Linked DNA regions of Mus musculus: region 2 is linked to region 1. A link is a contact called in public promoter capture Hi-C data. All regions are on one chromosome and are shown on one strand. The core of a region is the stretch at or near the end of the contact, and the rest is flanking DNA. Distances in the headings are between cores, read along the strand shown. Region 1 overlaps Uso1 (USO1 vesicle docking factor). Region 2 holds the start of Naaa (N-acylethanolamine acid amidase).

Region 1 (6,462 bases), core at 2,584-5,083:
CCCTGCTTGTTCTCAACCGTGATCACTGTGAGGAATATGTAAGTTAGAACTTAGTGCAGGATGGCTTGTAACTGAGTAGCTGAGACCAGATCATTCCAATAGAAAGTCCACTCTCCATCTTCTTGCTTATTGGCTGATCCAGTGATTGCTGACTCCTGGCAACACACTATATCCCATGGGCTATTTGAGATTGACTGATATACTATTTCAGTTGCTTCAGAATTGAAATAATAGCATTATGTCATCTGAAAAATAAGTAAAATAATAGATATGTAAAACTCTAATTTATTCCCAGGTAGATAGGCAAGAATTCACATTCCTCCATTTTGAAGGGGCGTTTTCTCAGATGTCATTGTTGTCTGTGGTTGTGTGTGGGCGTTTGGGTGCCGCTAGGTCTGAGCCTGACTTGCTAAACCCTCCCTTCTCTTTGTGGAGACCCGGTGTGCTGTCCTGTGCCCCGTTATGTAAAAGGCAGAAGGAAAGGGCTCCAGCCCTCTTAGCACCATGTCTTCAGTGCCTGTGGCCTCCTGTCCACCGGCTGTGTCCTCAGGTGTAGGATACCAGGAGAGAAAAAAAGGATTTCCATTCCTGTCACTTTCTTTCTGGGTGCTGGGGCTCCAACCCTGGCCTCTGTGTGTGTGGGAGTGGTGCTGTACAGAAAGCCATACTGCAAGCCCGCATGTTTGCAGAGAGCATCATCTTGCAGGCCTTGTGATGATGATAATGCCAGGTACCGAAGAGTAAGAAGTTAGTAACTAACATTTTCAGAAACAAATTTTTCTTTCTTTATGACAATAATTTTTTGGCCAGTTAACCCATGTGGATAGCTATTCCTCTGGAAAACTTTTTAAATGGATTTGACTTCTCTTACGCTTATTGTCAGAATTGGAATTAAAGCTGCCGTAATTCACAGTCATAATCACCAAACCATACAGTTTAATCAGGAGCCTTGAACCAATCTGCACCTCTGCCATCAGGAGCGCCCTGCCAGTTTCCCAGTTAGGGGACCTTCTCTGGGGTCTTAGGTGATCTTGTATTGTAGCCTTCTAGTCCTGATGATGAGAAGTTGGATTCACGTCAGCTTTCCCCACTGTTGTGATGTTTAACAGGAAAAGACAATCACCATCAAGGTTCCCACGGTGACGGGGCTCAGGTGAATGGCATTCAGCCGGAAGAAATCAGTCGGCTGAGGGAAGAGATAGAAGAGTTAAAAAGTCAGCAGGCGCTCTTACAAGGCCAGCTAGCTGAAAAGGACTCATTGATTGAAAATTTGGTAAGTAAATGTTAAAAAAGAAATGTAAATAAGTGACCAAGAGTAATTCTCATCATCTTACTTGCTTGCTTTTTCTGGGTTTGTTATTTGTTCTTTTTTTAAAAGATGTATGTATGTATTTATTTATTTTATGTATGTGAGTACACTGTCACTCTCTTCAGACACACCAGATCCCTTTACAGATGGTTGTGAGCCACCATGTGGTTGCTGGGAATTAACTCAGGACCTCTGGATAAGCAATCAGTACTCTTAAACGCTGAGCCATCTCTCCAGCCCAATTTGTTTTGTTTTAAGGCAGGGTCTTACAGTGTAGCTCTGGCTGGTCTGGAACTAATTATGTAGATGAGGCTGGCCTTGAACTCAGATTTTCTGAGAGCTGAATTGAAAGTTAGGTACCACCATAGCATAGCCATCCCTGTGTGGTTTGTTGTTGCTCGTGTTGTTGTTGACGACAGGCTCAGCCATCTCAGGGTGATCTTGAATTCCTGATCCTCCTGCCTTTCTTTACTCTACAAGTGCTATACCCCATGCCTGGCTTAATGCTTCAAAACCCACTGTGGTGTCTAGACCTTGCTAGCCTTGAACTCACAGAGCTCTGCCTCCCTCCGCCCCCTGGATGCTGGGATTGAGAGTGTGTGCCTCTGCACCAGCTCTCCTGAGACAGGGCTCTCTATGCAGCCTTGGTTTCCCTGGAACTTACTGCGTAATCTGCTTGAGCCGCCACACTCAGCTTGGTTTTTATTGTTTGTTTATTTATTTTCTTATTGATGGGGATTATTTCTTTTAAAAATAGCGATAGTGTAGTTTTAGAGACATTTGTTTATTTGGTTTGTTTTGTTTGAGGTTAGTGTGTGTGTGCAGACATGGGCACTCAAGCCACAGAGTGGAGGTCAAGGACAGTTTTCAGGAGTTGATTCTCTCCTTTGCCTGTGAGTCTCGGGAATCAACATCCCTTTGGCAGGCTTGTGAGTCACCTGGTCTGAGTGTAACTTCTGAGGCTGTGGAGAGCTGTAGACAGCGCTCTATTGAAATAGAATCTTACATATAAAAATTCAAGTCTTTATGTGCAGTCCTTAGTGAGCTTCTGTAAGGTCTGACTGTGAGCGTGAACCTCTGCTCTGACTCCCTTTCTTTCCAGGTTTAATTTCAGTTTATTTCTATGCTAATTGTAGAAATCTTCGCAAGCGTCTGGCATGAGTGAACAGGCTTCAGCAACATGTCCTCCCAGAGATCCCGAGCAAGTTGCAGAGTTAAAGCAGGTAATGTTCCAGTAGAGTAACACCACCCTGAGTGTTGTATTGCTGTAGAATGCCATTGTCAGGAGCAATACGATTGGTAGTTAAGACAAGCTTTGAAAAACCTAGAAGCTGTGTTTACTTGACAGTAATGTAGTTTTGTCTTTCATTGATTTGTTTTATTTTTTTTACATTTATTCATGTGTTAATCTTGTGCTATAAATGTGTGTGGACACAGCTTGTGTTATAAAGACCACATCTGGAAGTCAGAGCATAGCTGCAGGGAGTTGGGTCTCTCCCTCTACCATGTGGGTCCTAAGAGTGACTTCAGTAGTCACCCACTGAGCCATCTTGCTAGCCCAGCTTCTTATTTCAGTTTCCTTCTTTCTCTCTCTTCTCTGTCATCCTCCCTTCTTTCTGTGTTATAAAGGAATGTATGGTTATTAGAAAAGAGAAATCAGAAACCAGGCTGTGCTTCTGTGCTAGCTATCGTCCCCTGCAGGGGGCAGTGCCTCTCATGCACACGGCTGTGCCTGTGTCACCAGTGTCCTTGCCTCTTAAATCTGCAGAGGCTGGCTGGCTTTCTTTCTTTCTTTCTTTCTTTCTTTCTTTCTTCCTTTCTTTCTTCCTTTCTTCCTTTCTTCCTTTCTTCCCTCCCTCCCTCCCTCCCTCCCTCCCTCCTTTCTTTCTTTCTTTCTTTCTTTCTTTCTTTCTTTCTGTGTGTGTTTTTGAGACAGGGTTTCTCTGTATAGCTCTGGCTGTCCTGGAACTCACTCTGTAGACCAGGCTGGTCTTGAACTCAGAAATCCGCCTGCCTCTGCCTCTGCCTCCCAAGTGCTGAGATTAAAGGCTTGTGCCACCACTGCCTGGCTGATTTCTTTATTCTTATATTATGTGTTTCAGTGTTTTGTGTGTGAGTAGGAGGTTTTTGGTCTTGTTGTTTTGAGTCAGGGTCTCTCTATGTAGCCCTGGCCATTCTATAACTTGTTATGTAGACCAGGCTGGCCTCAAACTTACAGAGATCCTCATGCCTTTGCCTCCCAAGTGCTGGCATTAAAGGTAAAAACCGCTGTGCCTGGCAAATATACAAGTTCTTTTAAAATGATGGCTTTATCTAGCAACATAGGGATTTATGTATTATATTGCATATTACAAAATACCGTATGTGGGTCTCCTCACTCTCTTGGATCATTGCCTGATGGTCCACAAGGGCAGTGGGAGCAGAGCCAACAACAGATGTGGGTTTGGAAGCCCCACGAGTACTTACGGCGAATGACCACACTGGGACCAGCTATCGGGAGCCACATCAGCTTTACTTTGGGTGGCTCAAGGGTAATAAAGTTTTGGGGGATTGAGAGTAGGAATATCCAGGAGGGGCAGAGGTCATTGGCTGAGGGCTTAGGGTACCTGAAATGCCTCATTAGTGTGGGGAAGCATTTCGAGAATCTTAGGCACTGGCTGAACAGGTTCTATCAGGAGAAAGGAGCTGATCCGGTAATCTAATTGAAGCTACATGCCATTTCTCAGGTAGAGTCTTATGTGGGGACTTAGAATTCCCCAGGCAATTTCAGAGGAGAATCCCTGCTAATGAACGGAGTCTCTCATATTTCTCGGAGCCCAGAAGCTATCTGGTCATTATGGACTTTGACCTTAATTAGCAGAGTGTTCTCATACTGTGTAGGGGCAGGGGAGATGGCTCAGTAAGTAAATATGCTTGCTTACACAAGCATGAGAACTTGACTTTGAATCCCCAGCACCCATGTAAGAGAAAGGCAGACATGTTATCACATACCTGTAAGGCAGCTGGATCCTAGGGATGGCTTTCCAGACAGTCTAGCCAAAACAGCTCCAGGATCAGTGAGCAGCTGTCTCAGAAGTAAAGTGGAGAGCAAGTGGAGGACACCCGGTGCCAGTGTCTGGCCTCCACACAGGCCTCCAAGGCGACATCATCGCCCACCCTATATATATGCACCACAGACACACAGAAGGGAAATAAAGACAAGAACAAAATGATCGGTACTATCACACTCCGCATACTCTTGTTGATAATTGACAGTAGGAAGTAATTAGAGAAGAGACTGTACTCGATGGATGGTTGATGCATTATGCACCTCCCCATGCATTATGCATTATGCATGTCCCCAATCATTGCCTGAGGGGAAGGAGCATCACTGGGGGAGCTGCATTTTCATTGCTTTTCTGTCACTGTACTTGGTGGGAGGAGGTGCTGAGCGTCAGAACGTCCAGCAGTGTAGCAGCAGCTTCTTCCCTGTCTCCCCAGCACTGCTACTGCCGTGCGAGGGCCCTGACCTTGAGCTGGCCTGCTTTGAGTTGCAAGCGCCAAGCCTGTAGGCTTGAGCGGGGAGTAGCAGGGTGTGAGCTCTGGCAGGGATCTGATGGCTCTCTCAGAAATAAGACATTGAAGCAGCCCTCAGTGCTTAGACCCCATTAGCTGTTCTTGTAACATCCTAATGGTACCAGGAAGGTACAGCTTTCATGTGACTCAGGTGCCAGCTTTGCTTTCTCTGTGGTCAGCCTCCAGGTCTCCTAGGTGGGTTTTCAGTCTCCAGTGTTTCCTGAAGACTCACTTTCTCTATTTTCTTGTCCCTGTGCCTGCCTGCCTGCCTGCCTGCCTGCCTGCCTTCTTTCCTTCCTTCCTTCCTTCCTTCCTTCCTTCCTTCCTTCCTTCCTTCCTTCCTTCCTTCCTGTTATCCCTTTAGGATGTTTTTGGTGGGAGGGGGAGGACATACAGGATCTCAGGAAGCAATAGGGATGCATATATAGGTTTCATTCTCTAGCTTGATAAATTCTAATACTTGGACATGAATGAGTTTTGAAGATAGTGTCAAGAAGGGATTTCTGTAAGTGAACATTTCCTTAATGAAACCACACTGTTCCTACCACAACTTACTGTTCTGTGTTTAGGAACTGACAGCATTAAAGTCCCAGTTATGTTCACAGTCTCTGGAGATCACGAGACTCCAGACGGAGAACTGCGAGCTGCTGCAGAGAGCAGAGACCTTGGTGAGTCACCCTCATCGTCCCTTCCAAAGGCAGCAGCACACAGTTAATCTGTTCTCTCAGCCGTAGCCAGAGCTCAGTGACAGAGGCTTCCTGCTTCCTGGTGGCCTGGTGTGGCCTGGCCTTGCCTTGCCATTCTATTCCATTCCATTTCTTTTCTTCTTACTGTGCGGATTTGTTTACTTAGTGACTGAATGGTTAATTCACTGGCGTAACATCCCGTTTCCATCCTTTTCCATCCAAGCTGATAGTATCCCTGCTGCTGTGAACTTGTCAAAATCCCATGCACGGCCAAACCTTCGCCCAAGAAAGCCCTCCACATATAAATACCTCGCCTCTGTCCCTGGTGTCTGCCGAGTGTGGCCACTAACAAAAGGTGGTGCAGACCCCTCATGGTTTCCCCAGAACACACTTTCTCATATTTTGCAATCTAGATAGGCTGAAAATGTCAAAATTTTATTTTTACTTACTCATTTGTAAACTTCTCTTTTCTCCTATGCTTTCTAATAGACACAGAGCGAAAGGAGACTGCACTGCGGTGCTTGGTTTAGAGCGTGAGCTATAAAAGTGGCTTAGGGTAGGTATGGTTAGGTAACCATGCCAAGCACAGTGGTAACTGTGAGGTGGGGCCCATCTTGGACGGCGTGACAAGACACATTCTAACACAGATACACAGACCACAGGCCGGCCAGTCAGTTGTTCTGTGCTCTCAAACACCGGACCATGTGCTGTCTTTTCCCTAATTCCCAACTGCGTGCTTCCCATTTCTCTCTGTGACTTCACCATGCATTCTCTCCACAAAACTAAAATATCCTCGAGAACTTTCTCTGTTCTTTATGAATCTATTGCAGAATTCCTTTGAGGTTCATATTCCTGTCAGTAGTGTCTTTGAAGTGGCTTAACCCTTGTCTGATACTTCCACAAAACTGAATT
Region 2 (6,462 bases), core at 1,250-3,749, 81 kb after region 1:
CGGCATACCCAGCCAGGGTTCTGAATTCAGGTCCACTCTGGCCACAGCAGGCACTCTGATTATCTACATAGCCTTCTCCCCAGCTCTTGAGTAGCTTTTTCGAGGTCGTCTCACAAACCACTTAGACACCATTCTCAGTCAAACAGGGCTTGTTTATTGAGCACACACCCCAAGACTGATCTATCAGGGATGTGGTCTTAACTCAGGAGGAACTGAACTGCAACCACCAGCCAGAATCCTATATAGCTTTTAAGCCTGAAATCTACAAACATCTGTGTTAAGTTATTCCACCAATCAGGATTTAGGTGGGGAATTCCCATAGGAACACATCCTACATTTTATATCCAGTTCTCACTGGTTGGGGTGTTCAACAGTGGTGGAGGACTTGCCTTGCCTAACATGCATGTCTTAACCTATCTACCAGGATGTACACATCTCTTTCTGTCCAATAGAATGTCAATTATATTTTAAAAATCGTAGCATTTTCTACATCCAGCCAATTGGGGTGAATGATAGTAACTCTAGGAATCAACCAACCACATCTAGCCTTCCTACATATCCCTACATATTCCTTAGGAACTTAAGCTTTATTCTACCCCTACTCAAAATGCAAGTCTTATTCTAAATAGCATCTTATATTGGTGCAAGCATCTCTTTTATGTAGGGGTCCATCTCAGGAGCAGTTTATAAGGCAAGAAACCGTACATTTAAAAAAAGCTCATACACGGGTGGAGGAAGTGCTGCTGGGTGGTTGGTTCGGGTCCAAGCTTACGTCGGCTAACTATACAAAGCAGTTCTTTCTAATTGCCTTCTATTGTGATTGGTTTCCAAGAACACCAAGGCACAGAACATAACAGAATAAGCAACAAGCTCAGGCCTCGTTTCCTAATAACAAGCACTTGAGAAAGTTTCTTTATATCATTAGTAACAGTGCAAACTGGCTGGCCAGACCTTCGACAGTTCCTAGGCCTTAACAGTTTGGAAAGTAGGATGCCATCTAGATCCCTGACAAGATAAAAGTAAGCTTTGGGTAGAGCGGCTGCTTCCCTCTGGAAGTCCACCAGACACATGCTGCTCTGATTTCCCTGGGGAGTCAGAAACCTAAGGTGACATGTAAACTTCAGTCATTATCTCATCTTCACCAAGCGAACATATCTCCTCCATTCATTATGGGTGACAGGAGTCCCCAGTAGGTGGCAATTAGTTGACTTTAATCCACCTAGCACGGGGCACTTACGCGGAAGCCTCGTAGGCCAGGTTGACCAAGATACCGTCAGCCAGGCTGAGGTTGAGCGAGTCACAGATGCTGCGGATCTCGTCGGTGAAGGGCTGAGGCAGGAAGCTCTCCACCTTCGACACAATTTCTCCGACCATCCCGAGTACCCACTGGGGAACCCTGTCGCTAGAAATGAAAAAGTACGAAGTTTGTTTCTCGTCTCAGAGCATGGACAGTGCACGTATGCGTGGACGAGGCGGGAGGAATGTTGGGAATCTAGATTACTTTCAGAGCTGCTCCATTCCCAGCGTTCAAACCAGCGGGAATAAAGTGGGCATGATAGTGCAGGGCTGTAATCCCAGCTACTCAGGAGGCTGAGGCAGGAGGATTGTAAGGGCAGTTTATGTTTCACAGCGAGAATCTCTTTCTTTTTTTCTCACATCATAACATTTATATTCATTATTTGGGAATTTCATACAATGCAACCCGATCACACGTTCCTCTCGAGTCCACCCTCCCACCTTTGCCTTACCCCTCAAACAAACAAACAAACAAAACAACAACAAAAACAAACCACCAAATCCAATTTATGTTGTCCATATACTCATATATGTATAGTCAAACTCCCAGCGAGACTTTCGAAATGAAAAGTATAAGGGCTGAGATACACCCAATGGTAGTGCAATCACCACTACCTCCAGTGCCAACCTCCATGTAAGGCCAGCCAGGCTGGTCCACGATGCGGAGTTTCCTGGGCTGCATGCCCTACGCTGCAGCTTAGCATACTGGGTGACACCTTGCGCGTTACCCTGACCCGGAAAATGTGTGGTAAACGCGCGCGCCGCAGGAGGCTCCGAATTTGAGAGCCGAACTGGCCTTGCTGGGTCAGCCACCCGCTGGGCGCTGCGCAGAGCAGTGGGGAGGGCAGCGGTGCAGCGGTGAGAGGGTAGAGGTGCAGCAACGAGGGAAGAGCAGAGCCTGACTACAAGTTCACCAGACCAGTCCCGCGCTCACCCAATGACCTGCGCCACCGCGGTGCGCAAGAAGTCTGGGTCGTAGTGCCGCAGCATCGGCAGCCAGCGCTGCTCCGGGGCCGCGTCCAGACTGACGTTGAAGAGAGGCGGAGTCCCGGGGACGACAGCCGACAGCCAGGGACCGGACAGCGACAGTAGCAGCAACAGAGCCAGGGCCAGGTGTGCCCCATGGCACGCGGCCCTGGTGGCTAGGGTCCCCATAGCTCCGGCTTCTGAGGCCACCACCGGACCAATGAATCTTTGCTGTCCTGGGGAGGCGGAGTGGGAGGCCTGGGGCGGTGCTGGCACTGAAGGCGGGGCCTGCGCTCCACCCGGTCAGGAACCCAAGCACTGACACCGCCTCCTGCCCCAGCGGGATTAAGCCTGCTTCTCACTCACAGCTAGAGGCAGTATCACATCTCTGTGTAAAAGGCCGGGAGTGGTTGTACTTAATAACCTGGTGATTTGTGCTATACGTAGGGCCAGACCTCACCCGAACCCCCTAGACTATACTTCTATCCTAGACTTCCCAGACTCGTAAGCATTGTTTCTCAGTCAATAGAACCTATCCTTACGGAAGATGTCACATGCACTTTGTAGTTTGATGACTCTATGAAATATGTATGCCCAAGACCACACCCGATCCTGCCCAAGGTCCTTAAGATGCCGTAAGCTTTACTGTGCACATGAGATTGAGATAATTGTTACCAGGAAACGTCTTTTCCCTAAAATTGCGCTGTACTTAAACACCTAAAGTTCAGACTCTGTTTCAACCAGCGCCGGTGTACTGGATGGTTCTGTGTCAACACAAGCTAGAGCCGTCAGAGAGGCGCCTCGGTTGAGGACAATGCTTCCATGAGATCCAGCTGTAAGACATTTTCTCAATAAGCGATCGATGGGAGTGGGCCCATCCCTTTGTGGGTGGCGCCATCCCTGGCCTGATGATCCTGGGTTCTATAAGAAAGCAAGCCGAACAAGCCATGAGGATGGAGCTAGTGAGCAGGCCGAAGGACCCCAGGGCTAGTCCACCCCAGTGGCCTCTTGCTGGGATGGAGCTAAACTGCACATTCAGCTCACCCAAGTCAAGTGAGCAGCATGTTCAGTGAGAGAGCAACGCTGCCTCAGGAAAAAATCCCTGCCTGCAGTGGAAAGTAACAAAGACCCCCATGTCAGCCTCTAGCCTCCATGTGCACACACACACACGTGCACCGCCACACAACACACACACAAACATGCTAATGCTGAGTTACAGTCAGCAAAAGCACAAACTGATACTCTATGCCAAATTTTAAGATACTAAATAATACTGTGCTGAAGACACACACAGGAGCGTGCGCGCGCGCACACACACACACACACACACACACACACACACACACACACACATCTGAGATTAGCAGCACTTGAGGGAGGGGTCATGGTGAGTGCTTCAGTTCCACTTTTTGGTTCTCTTCTTATACTGAACTTCCTCTCTGTAGGCAGAACATAGCCCAGACTGACCCCACCCTCCTGCTCCTCCCGCTTGAGCCCTGGGTACTGGGATTACAGGCGTGAGCCAGAAAGCCAGCCTCTCATGCTTTCACTTATAAAACAAAAGCAACAAAAAAGCCAGGATATTAACATTGGATTGGTAAATGTTTCCTTGTGCTCTATATATTTGTATGTTAAAAAGTCGTGATTATAAAGTGTTTTTATTGGGCTGGAGAGATGGCTCAGTGGCTAAGAGCACTGACTGCTCTTCCAGAGGTCCTGAGTTCAAATCCCAGCAATCACATGGTGGCTCACAAACATCTGTAATGGAATCCAATGCCCTCTTCTGGAGTGTCTGCTACAGGGTACTCATATACATTAAATAAATAAATCTTTCAAATGTTTTTACCTTAAAAAAAAAAAAGGTGCAGTACCCCTGAAACAGGAAGCTGTATTTTTACTCCGAATTTCCTTCCCTAGTGATTCCTTTAAACTTCCACTCTTGCAGCCCTTCCTGGAATGGCAGTTCCCATTTTGCCTTTCTGTTTTACAACTTGGCCCAATTTCCTTTTAAGGCCCCTTTGATGCTGATTTAGGATTAGCAGGCCTGTTCCAACTGCCTCTGGCTGATGCGGAACTAGAGCTGTTCCTGATTCTGCAAAGGATGCTTTATATAAATGTATATAAATGCTTAACATACGAGTTACCAAAGTGTCCAAAGCAGGCAAAAAGAAGTCACTCAGATATATCCTTTCCACTCACATCCAGCAACCATTTCCACATGGCCGTTTTATTTATAGAAGAAACACCAAGACTGTATGTGCCTCAAGGGAAAACCACCGTTACTTAAAGATTGGCTTGTTTTCTTAACAGTACTCTGTTTGCATTCAAAGAACAATCTTTTTTTTTTTAAAGATTTATTTATTTATTATATGTAAGTACATTGTAGCTGTCTTCAGACAATCCAGAAGAGGGAGTCAGATCTCGTTACGGATGGTTGTGAGCCACCATGTGGTTGCTGGGATTTGAACTCTGGACCTTCGGAAGAGCAGTCGGGTGCTCTTACCCACTGAGCCATCTCACCAGCCCCTCAAAGAACAATCTTAAGACTTTATAGAAATAACATATGTAGAAGAGTACACACACACACACACACATATACTCTTGTACATTAAAAAATTAAAATTGAGATATAGCTTAAGCTTCTTTTCATTCTGGGATAATTTCCCCAAATTGTTGGCATATGAGTTGATGAAGACACCAATGTGTTCCCCTCCACACTACCCTCTGTGCCACTAAGAGCTTTGGGGGATGGGCTGGGGAGGGAGGATAGCTCAGTGGGTAAAGCACTTGATGTTTAAGCATGAGAACCTGAGTTTCAATCTCTAGCCATTCCTCCTGCCCTACACATGTTCATGTCTATTCCCAGAGCTGGGGTGGCAGGTGAGGGAGAGACAGGTGGATTTCAGGGACCATTAGCAGGCTGGCCTAGCCAATCAGTGAGCTTCAGTTTCAGTGAAAGACTTTCTCAGAGATTCCATGTGTGCATTGGTGGACACATATACTGCACCTTGGAATTCTGCTTTCGAGACAGAGCCATACTACCTGGAACTTGCTTCATAGACGGAGCAGGCTATGAATTTACAGTCTATACTCCGGAGCTTCTGCCTTCCATCACCAGGGTAGCAAGTTGCCAAATGCATACCACTGACTGTCCAGCACCCAACAGCATCTAGGAGTTCACTACTTGTGGCTCCACACTGCATGCTCCCTGCTTAGTGTATACCGTGATGTGGTTGTAAAGTTTGCTAAGTTTAAGTGTCCTTAGTGTTGTGACACTTTTTTTGAGTGGGGTCTTGTGTACCCCAGGCAGCCTTCAGGCTTGCTGTGAGGTACTGGGAACATGGGAGTGTATAACCATGCCAGCCCTTGTGTGGTATTGGGAACTGAAACCAGGGGTTTGTATATGCTACAGAAGCATTCTACCCACTAAGCTCAGATACTCAACCCTGGGACTTGTACTTTTATGTCTGTTATGACAATAGCTTAAAATGTTTTATCATTTTTTCTTGTATTTTCTTACCAGCTACTAAGCCCCATTCTCTAAGGTTGGATGCTAATGCCTGTGTGATATTAACAGGTGACAACTGAAGATCTGAGACTGAGTTTGTGAATGTGCAAGCAAGAACAATATGCTAATAATGTCATATGGATGCAAAAAAATTAGACACATTCCAATTTTAGAGACTAATACAAAAAGCTGCAGTATCTAATATATATATAGAATATATATATTTACATATATATGTATTTATGTGGGCCCATCGCTAGGGTGAAGTGCCAAGACACTGCTCATGGGGTGGGAAAAAGCAGTCTAAATGTGGGAGGCCAAGGCTGGGGTTCCCTGACTCCCAGGCACCCAGTCACTGCTGGAAAACCACACAGAAGAGTCAAGAATGCAATGAAGAGCCTAGGACCAGGAGCTTCCAAACTCCTGGACATTCAGGTGCTACTGGGCCACGAGGGGGTGGGGGAGTGACAGAGTTAGGGGTCCTGGGGCTGAGGCCAATGAGCCCTGGGAGGGGTGGGTGGGGGTGAGAACTCCGGCTTAGTTCCTTGGTGATTGTCCTTAGCTTGGCCTGGGATCACAGAGATGCCTTTTACTGGAGACTTAGGCTGTAGCTCACAGTCAAAGGCTTTCTCCATGCTCCATCTTTATCCATACCATTTATTGACTGCTCATCGTGGAAAATGGGTGCATAC

What was found. Promoter capture Hi-C pulls out the DNA fragments that hold promoters and counts their contacts.
Region 2: a contact with region 1 is called in a promoter capture Hi-C map of liver. The contact joins the promoter of Naaa here to the enhancer-like site in region 1. A contact is called at or near these places in 10 of 39 promoter capture datasets (the C10 cell line, the HPC-7 cell line, HPC-7-derived erythroid cells and 7 more), 1 of 15 datasets of contacts at CTCF or cohesin (the NIH/3T3 cell line), 44 of 484 Hi-C or Micro-C datasets (3T3-L1-derived adipocytes, the Ba/F3 cell line, the G1E-ER4 cell line and 26 more), 1 of 115 datasets of contacts at active chromatin or transcription factors (epiblast stem cells) and 3 of 9 other capture datasets (adipose tissue, liver and macrophages).

The regions. Positions count from the first base shown.
Region 1 is chr5:92,192,903-92,199,364 of GRCm38.p6, forward strand. Uso1 (USO1 vesicle docking factor) reads left to right here. Exons shown (of 24, transcript NM_019490.1): 19 at 1,110-1,273; 20 at 2,446-2,532; 21 at 5,434-5,532. It overlaps Gm25290 (a small nucleolar RNA gene), which reads left to right and starts at 420; the gene lies at 420-563. Within about 2 kb of position 3,834, at least 27 of the 459 cell types and tissues checked have an H3K27ac peak or open chromatin away from gene starts, as enhancers often do. A contact at or near this core is called in liver, where this site is marked.
Region 2 is chr5:92,275,682-92,282,143 of GRCm38.p6, forward strand. It overlaps Naaa (N-acylethanolamine acid amidase), which reads right to left and starts at 2,500. Exons shown (of 11, transcript NM_025972.4): 1 at 2,231-2,500; 2 at 1,238-1,402. The coding sequence starts at 2,451.